Regions from separate parts of the Mus musculus genome. Here region 2 is linked to region 1. A link is a contact called in public Hi-C data. All regions are on one chromosome and are shown on one strand. Each heading gives the region's core, a stretch centred on a gene start, on an enhancer-like site or on the middle of the called end of the contact. The rest is flanking DNA. Distances are from core to core; before and after follow the strand shown.

What was found. Hi-C and Micro-C count contacts between places; a contact is called where the count stands out from the background.
Region 2: a contact with region 1 is called in a Hi-C map of cortical neurons, with 2.1 times the contacts expected there. The contact joins two enhancer-like sites. A contact is called at or near these places in 1 of 15 datasets of contacts at CTCF or cohesin (the NIH/3T3 cell line), 2 of 484 Hi-C or Micro-C datasets (cerebral cortex and cortical neurons), 5 of 115 datasets of contacts at active chromatin or transcription factors (bone marrow-derived macrophages, embryonic stem cells, epiblast stem cells and 1 more) and 1 of 9 other capture datasets (embryonic stem cells).

The regions. Positions count from the first base shown.
Region 1 is chr6:108,452,269-108,456,530 of GRCm38.p6, reverse strand. All of the region lies in intron 44 of Itpr1 (inositol 1,4,5-trisphosphate receptor 1), which reads right to left. It overlaps Gm35165 (a long non-coding RNA gene), which reads left to right. Exons shown (of 5, transcript XR_869349.3): 4 at 2,084-2,174. Among named protein-coding and RNA genes, the nearest start is that of Gm35165, 18 kb to the left of the region's middle. Within about 2 kb of position 1,905, at least 63 of the 459 cell types and tissues checked have an H3K27ac peak or open chromatin away from gene starts, as enhancers often do. A contact at or near this core is called in cortical neurons, where this site is marked.
Region 2 is chr6:108,590,035-108,594,336 of GRCm38.p6, reverse strand. The region is part of intron 3 of 0610040F04Rik (RIKEN cDNA 0610040F04 gene); the gene reads left to right. Among named protein-coding and RNA genes, the nearest start is that of Gm44040, 56 kb to the right of the region's middle. Within about 2 kb of position 1,871, at least 5 of the 459 cell types and tissues checked have an H3K27ac peak or open chromatin away from gene starts, as enhancers often do. A contact at or near this core is called in cortical neurons, where this site is marked.

The DNA.
Region 1 (4,262 bases), core at 656-3,155:
AACAGGGGAATTAAAAAACACCATGGCAACAATGCGGCCCACCTACTACCCCTGGCCGCCCACCCACAGCCTGATTCTTTACTGACGCATTTTGAGAACAAGCTGGTTCCTACCAGCTCAGGAAGGTGAGCAAACCCAGAGCTCATTAAATCCCAGCTCTGCGACTCTTGCCTGCCTGCAGATAGTGAGCAAGGAGGACATAAATAGAAGTTATGTAACAGCGCTTTGTTGATTCCTGTGCTCACCAAAAACATGCGGCATGACCTGGTTTTTCTTTAAAGTTCGCCTTGGCCTGCAGGTTGCCGACTCTAAGGCAGTGAGGAACCATCTTAATGTTTAAACAGCAGGATACAGACTTCCGAGTTAAAAGGAACTCAGGCCAAAGCTAGGAATCCTTGGGGCAAGTTATCTCTGGATATTTAAAAAAAACAAACAAACAAACAAACAAAAAAAAAACCAAGAATAACAACAACAACAAAAAACCAACAAACAACACAATAGTAACAAAAACGGGTGAAAAATCTTGAGATTTCCTCTTAGGACCTTTCCTGATGAAAACTGAAAAACTTGAGGGTAAACGCCCACAGCAGAGCCTCAGGAGAGTGGCTCCTGTGGGTTTTACAGGGAGATGACAGAATGAACAAAGAAATAGAATAGAAAAGAAAGCAAGCATGAGTGCCCCTCGGTATGGTGGAGGAGGAGGTTTATTGTAGATAAAAAGGAGAGAGAGCCCAGAGTTAGAGTATGCAGGCACATCTGGGAGAGTCCAGAGTAGATGTGACTAGACGGAGAGGCACTATTTGAGGAAGGGGGGAGGGGGAAGAGAGGAGATCCATGTGCATCATCCACAAGACCCAAACAGACACCAAGAGCAGGCAACCAAAAAGGCCCAGCCCCTGGACTGGAGAAATTTAAGCTAGGGGGTGGGGTGTGCCAGCCAAGAGGGCCCTGTAACAGGTAAGGATTGAGGGACAGGACAGGCCCGCTTTGACATGTTACATAGCCACCCCAACCATTCGTCCCAGGTTTGAAACCCAACATCTAGTAGCAGAGATCAAGATTTCCAGCTAAGGGCTGGGTTCTAACTACCTTTCAGACACAGGCAGCTGTCTCTCTTTTCCTTAACAGGCAGGACAGTAAGAATCCAGGAGGCTACAAAGGCCTCCCACAAACAAGATGACACCAACAAGCTTTGCTCTGCCAAACCAACAGGCCCTAAAGCCTGGCCTGTTTTGGCCAGGCCCTCCAGTGGCTGAGTCCTGCCTGGGCTCAGTCATAGTCTCTCCTAGGCTTCCTTCTAAGGAGCTGTGCTTACAGGATGCGCCCCTGAGCCAGAAGACTTCTTACTTAACCTGTTGATGCTGTCAGACTGTTTCAAACACTGTTACCATGGAAACTTCCCTAGTGGATTGTTCTTCAAGACAACAGTACAGGTGCTGGTCCCAGGAAGCTTTTCTTGAATCTTAGGATGTACGGTGTAGACTACGGAGACTTTTAAACCCATAATGTAAGGGTTTCAACTCAAATGTTTTCAAAGATCAGACCGGTAGGCATCAGTCAAATGAAGGGTAGGATGTGATGTCCCTAGAGCACAAAGATGGGCCACTTTAGTGCTCCAAGTCTAGGTAAGTTCAGCATTTTGGGCAAGCAAAATCACTCCGGTGGGCTATAATCAGCTCAGCGGCTCTCATTGTACTGTGGGATTTCCTTCCTTATCAGAAGTCAGAGGTAGTCAAAACCTGAGCACTTAGATCAGGCAGGAGGCTGGGGATCAAATGAAAGCAATTAAAGATATCTTTGTCACAATATTAAAAAGGTTCAGATGACTCATATAACGACTAGGACACGAGATGGTGGTTGTTTGTTTTTCGTTTAAAAAGATCAAAGATCAGCAACAAGGATTCATGGTGATTAATCACAAACCCCTCACCTAACCCTAACCGGGGAGGAAAGCAGCACAAGATTCAAGGCAGTGGTAGAAAACGCCTCTGGACAGCCTCTGGTTTGGCTGTGACACTGACTGCAGGGAGTCTTTCTATAAGCCCATTAGCTCCATGCCTTCCCCTGTTCTCCATCCCTGCAGGGAAGCAGCTATTCTCCTGTCTACAGTACAGAGAGTGGGGAACTGGCAGAAACCAACACATCTTCATGTGCCGACGCAGCAACGTTGCCAGGTAACAAATGTAGAAATGTACTCAGAAAACTGTATGTGACAATATGCAACCTCCGCTCTGCAGCTGATAACCAAGAGAGTGTTAAAACACTATGTTCTCTTAACACTTCGGCTTTAGTGTGAAAATAAAATTAAATGGGATACTTCCTCTTGTAAATACAAGGCAGGCATACATCTCACACACACATGCCAAACTGGGAACAGTAGAAGGGGGTTTGTGACACCCCTCACTGGTCTATCCCAGCAATCCCGCTCCACGAGGAGTCCAGAAAACCCCGAGAAATGTAGCGACTGAACACGAGCCTTTTTACGGTGGATATATTCGCCTCTGGCCAGACAGAGCTACGCATGATGAGAAAACAAATGCAAACTGAAGAAAAGCTTATACAACAATATGAAACTGAATGTGCTTCCCTGTGCGGGTTCATGAGTCAACCTTTAAAACTGATTGCCTATGCCAAAGCAGCAAGTGCTTGCTGCTCAGATCAATCAAGAACTATGGCCTTCTCTCACCTCCAAAGATAAAGCAGACACTACTAACAAGGCCATGGTCAGGGTGAACAGTTGACTGACGAACTTCCTGCCTGTGTGACCCAAAGACTGTGTCATATGGAATGTAGGTGAAAGAGTGGGGAGGGAGAAAGACTTGCATTCAAACCTTGGTCCTGACAGCTGGAGACTGAGTGATACTGGATTTACTGGACAGGTGGAGCCTTGGGTTCCTCGTCCGTAACTGAGGGCATCTCATATAACCCAACTGCTTTCCATGCCACAGTTTCACAGGAAAGTCTTCCTGTCACTAATTTTCATTGACCTGGGAACCTGAAACTTGCTGGAGGTGAAACCTGTAACGTGTACAAGTTTTATTTGGCAAGCGAGCAATGCCCAGGCTGAAGGGAAAAGCCTTTCATGGCTTCTTCTTATGTCATATATGACCATGTTTACTGACAAAACAAAACAAAACTAACCACTCAAGCTATCTTCTGAGGTACTAGAATGCCAGAGCATCCTCCAGTGAGAAGGCTCACATGCCATTTGTCTCACCAAAAGATGCAAGGTCCCTAAAGGGGGAATGGACCCATGTCAATGTTAGGAAAGTTGATGGAAGAGTCTCAGAGAAACCAAAACTAAGACGTGTCAGGAAACAACATCTATGCAACCACCAGCTTGCTCTGGCATTCTAAGTGCATTCAACTCTGGGATCCCGTTTCCTCTTCGGCAAATAAAGGGGCCACAGTAGCACCTTTTACATAGGACTGCCACAAAGTGAAAATTAGCTCAGGCAGAAAGAACACCACGTTGAGTTTCTGGCTTCTGGTACTCCTTATTTATTATTAGTTATTATTAGGTTGTTATTAAGAAGTTATTATTAAGAAGAAAAAAAAATGAAAAACTTAGCCCTAAGATATTTCTCCATTGCTTTTGTACATTTATTTCTCTTGGGCTCAGATGAACCTGTTTTGTTCTGTAAGGGACAAGCCCACTTTCCATTTGCCTGGAAGGCTTCCCAAGCCCTGTCTGAAATTGCTTCTATTCTGAAAACTTTCATCCATCCCCTGAGGCAGAGGCAGGGAGAGCTCCACCTCTGGTCACAGTGCCTTAAGGAATGATCCCACCTCGACTGGAGTTGGGTGAAGACCCAAGGGGACCAAGGCCAAATCTTCTTGCCCCACCCAGTGCTCCAAAAACGCTTCTGCATATGCTAGCAGAAGAGGCATGCTCAGTCTGAATGTGATGAGTCAGTGCCCATGATCCCACTCTGTGGGTCATTCCTAGGAACTCAGCGAGACCATATGTGGAAGGTACTCAGCTCAGCTGACACATACACAGTTAGACATTCTTGCCTAACCCAGTTTACTTGCATGCAGGTACAGGGATGGACAATATGTGGGAAGGAGAGGGCAGAAACCTAGGCAGTGCCCCATTTTACAGGGCATCCAAAGACATCACCAGAGTGTCAATCGAGTCTGTTCTCTAAGGGAGACTTTGAAGACAGGGGACAAGATGACCAGGCTTCTCTTAGGAAGTGTCACTGACAATAATGCTAAGAAAGACATGGTAGCTATGGAAGGGCTGTCCTGCTGCTGTA
Region 2 (4,302 bases), core at 622-3,121, 140 kb before region 1:
GGAAACAAACGCACTGGCTGTGATTAAGAACAGCTAAAGCTGAAGCTCCAAGTTAGAGCAGCTGGCTAGCAGGAGGAGGATGGGGCACCACCACGCACCCCAACTCAGAACACAAAATATATAGGAAAAATAATATCTGAAAGTTAGATACTAACCTTGGTGTGTTATACTTAGTGGGGAGGAATGGACATTGCTATTTAAAGAATGAGTCAGAAAGGCTACATGTGGAAGGAGAGAGAGAGAGAGAGCGAGACAGAGAGAGAGAGAGAGAATTTTAAGACATTCTTAAACCTGGACTGGACTGAATTAGGTGGCGGGACACATAGGTCAGTGGTAAAGTGCCTGCCTAGCATATGCAAGGTCTGCGTTCCATCCCCCAAGGACAAGCAACTGGAAACATCTCACAGCTCAAAAGGCGGCTTCCATCAGACTGAAAGGAGACTCACCCAGCTTCTCCCAGGTTTCTAGCATGGGTAGCTCATCACTTATTGACTACAATAGGGAGCAAGGGTGAGAAGACTTGAAGAGGCTGAAAGAACCCAGGAGGCTGGGAGAAAGAGTCATTGGCTGTTTTGTACTGAGAAGCAGCACGGTTGAAAAGGAAGTGCTGCTTCCCGGTGAGAAAAAGGGGCCAGGTGGTAGCAGACAAGGGCAAGACGACAAGTTTCTCCTACCCCTCCTCTTCCTCCTCTTCTTCCTCCTCCTCTTCCTCTTCCTCCTCCTCTTCCTCCCCTCCCTCCCCTCCTCTTCTCTGAGACAAGGTCTCACCCTGTAGCCTTGACTGGCCTGGAACTCACAAAGATCCATCAGTCCCAAATGCCGGGAGATTAAGGCCATTGTTCCCCACCCACACCCACACCTACACCTGCCTCTTAAGCCCGGTTCCTTTGGCCCTTTTTTGCCTTGCCTACACAGCTTTCTGCTGCCCACAGAGTCTCCTGTTCTCTCTTTAAGCAAGCTGTTCATCAATACCCTTCCAGCATCGTCCACTTGTTTGAGTGGCAGGGCTGGGACCTGGAGAAACGTGTTCAGAGCTACTGTGCTTGAAGAATCTTCTCGAATGGTTATAAACAGTCTCATGTTCAAAACTTGCTCTAATATATTTTCTTTTCATTTTTAAAAATTTGCTCCACATAACGGTCACACCTCTTGAGCAGCCCACAGTACCATGAATATGTTTGTATCTAGGTAAATCCACAGCTGCTGTTCTCTACAGGTTTTTTTTTTTTTTTTTTTTTTAAGAGTTTTGATTGGAACATATAGAATTTAAGCACATTTGCTATTTGAAAGTACCTTTGTTTTGTGCCTTGAGCAACTAGCCAGAGTCATTTTAAAATCATGGTGGTGACTAAGAAAGTAAGATCTATGCAGAAAAATCTGAAGAATTTTATCCATTCTTAGTTCTTGTTAACAGGCTCATTGTGCGCCGTGTGGATGGCTTGGGTCTAGGACAGATTTCTCTCTGAACTTGACAGCATGGGTATATGAGTGCAATTTGGCCTTTCGTTTTCCCTGGCAGCCGGTGCCCGTCCATTTATATGGTATGTTCACAGGAGAGCTGACAAGTGTTGAGAGGTTTTATTTGATATGCAATTTTTTTTCCTTTTAAGATGAAAAAAAAAATCCGTAAAAATAGGTACTTGTTAGCTAGTTTTCCTAGTTAGTCTTGTGATCATAACCAAATGTTTCATTAAAGAGTTTCACCCAAGCAGGTTAACGTGCTGAATGGTTGTGCCGTGTTTAATATTCATGGTGAAGGTGTACACAGGGGGAGTTTTTAATGATGCAAATGCAAAGCCACATTATTTTTCCTGTATGACTTGCAAAAGCCATTCCTTCTAAAACAGGGCTATTTATGCTAATTTGCAATAGTTACTGAATTGCAGGCGGCTCTGTGAATTTACTTTTCTTGGCAGTTCTAGAATATCCTGCCATAACACATACTGAAAAATTGTTTGACGGGTTATGAAAATCTGGATGCACTGCAGGTCGGTCTTGTGCAAACCATGAAATGGTGACTCCGGTAGGAACACAAAGCCTGTTATCTGATCAGGGAAAGGAAGCGGTAAAACGGGGAATCCAGGCTTCTGAATGGAAGACAGGCTCTGTGTGGCTACAGAGGCTCATTAGGAAGGTTGGGTACTTGCTATGTAACCTGGTTTGTGGTACCCAGCCCTTACTTGGTATTATTGATCTTTTTGAAGATGCTGAGCTGCACTGTCCATGAGACTCACCTGGGAGGCTAGTAACACACACCTTTCTCTAGAAGGCATTCATTATTGTTTTGAGACAAGGGCTCATGTAGCTTTAACTGGCTTCAGACTCACTATGTATCCCCCCTCCCCGCCCCCATGAACTTGAACTCCACAGTTCCCTGCCTCTACCTCCAATGGGCTGGGATACAGGTATTTGGAATCATAGCCAGCTTGGTGGCTTAACTGACTTTTTTTTTTTTTTCTGTTTGGAAGAATAGGATAAAAAATACTTTATTGTCTTTATCATATATTACACAAAGAAAATCTTTAGTTGCATCATAAAATTAAATGCTTTTAAAAAATAAAATAAGGAAACTGGTCTAAACCAGCAGACTTCTGGGGCCTGCCTGACTCAACTGTTTGTTAAAGCAAGTAAAAGTTTACTCCAAATATCTCTAAACAAGACTATTTTATTTGGAATTGTGATAAATCAGGACAGGTATCTTGGAGGGAAGGACCTTGGTTTATAACTTCAACTACAAAATATTTAATCTTCCGTCTAATTTAAATTATTCAAAGAGTTTCAAAACAGTTGTGACATTTAGAACATTAATAAAATATAAAAATTTAAGAGAAATAAACAATTAGGCCATGAGCAAGATAGGTAACCCTTTATAAATAAACTTGTCAATATCGTAAGATACATGAAATATCACATAGCAATGTCTCAACATGAGTTTTTAAAGCGAGGGAAGTGGTTGTCAGAATTACAGGTGCAGAATACGTTTTCAGAATTTTGCTATTATTTTTTAAACTGATCCTCTAGAGTTGTTTTTCTCAAATGATAATTAATTATTGGGTCTGTCACTATTGAGCTAATGATGTGTGATTGCTTTGTTAATGATTGATGACCTCAGTGAATAATATGATTCCACACTGTTAGCTGTGTCTAACTTACTCCTTAGAGACAGTTCCTAACCTGGGTGGGCAAGTGGGATTCTATGCAAAGACATTGGGGAAAAAACAGAGGTCGTTCATTTGTTTATCAAGTAGATATTGAGAATGTGTATGCAAAGCACTTATACTTTCTTGGGGCATAGGGAATACTGTAGTGAATGAGAGAAAGGGTTCCTATCTTTGACGAAGAGCAAGAAGACAAACATGAAGGTGACTGAATGATAAACTACTTAACTATGTGAAGTGCTTTGAAAGATACCTACAGCCTGGGTTGGACATAAATGATGATGTATAGTTTTAAAGAGATTTGTGTGTGTTTTTTTTTTTTCTTAGAGATAGGGTTTCTCTGTGTAGTCCTGGCTGTCCTGGAACTCACTCTGTAGACTAGGCTGGCCTTAAACTCACAGAGCTCTGCCTCTGCCTACCAAGTACTGGGATTAAAGATGTTCCCCACCATGCTTGGCTAAAAGGATTTCTCTTTTGAGACAGGATCTTAGGTACTGCTGACTAGTCTCAAACTTGATTGTAGCTCAAGATGAACTTGAGCTTTTAATCTCCCACTCTCAGCTTCTACTCCAGTGCTGGGATTGTCACTGTTTATCATTTATCTTAGATTTATTGAGATTGTTTTTACTTCGACTACTACTATTATTATTATTTATTATTATTATTATTATAAAGACCAGGTCTCACCATATAATCCTGGCTCGCTCGAACTCTCTACATAGCCCAGGCTAGCCTCCAACCTACAGAGGTCTGCCTGGCTCTGCCTCCAGTACTGGGATCAAAGGCATGTGCTACCATGCCCAGCCAAGGAAATGATTTTATAACTCTAAGATAGAAGCAGTATTTTTATATTCCACTTCCGAAGGAAGAAAAATAGATAAGAAATACAGATGGTCAATTAACTTGTTCATCTAACTTCATTCACATCATAAAGAATGCAAACGAACATAAAAACTGTAACAGACTCATATGCTTTATATGCTAAGAAGTGCATCAAAATTTATTAAAATTTTCCACTGGTAAAATTGGATACTTGATCAAGGAATGTTCTCATCTGTTTCTTTTTTTTTTTAATTTTAAATTTATTTTTGATAATCATCTTTTAATCTCTGACATGTTCATACAATATAAATATATATTGTGT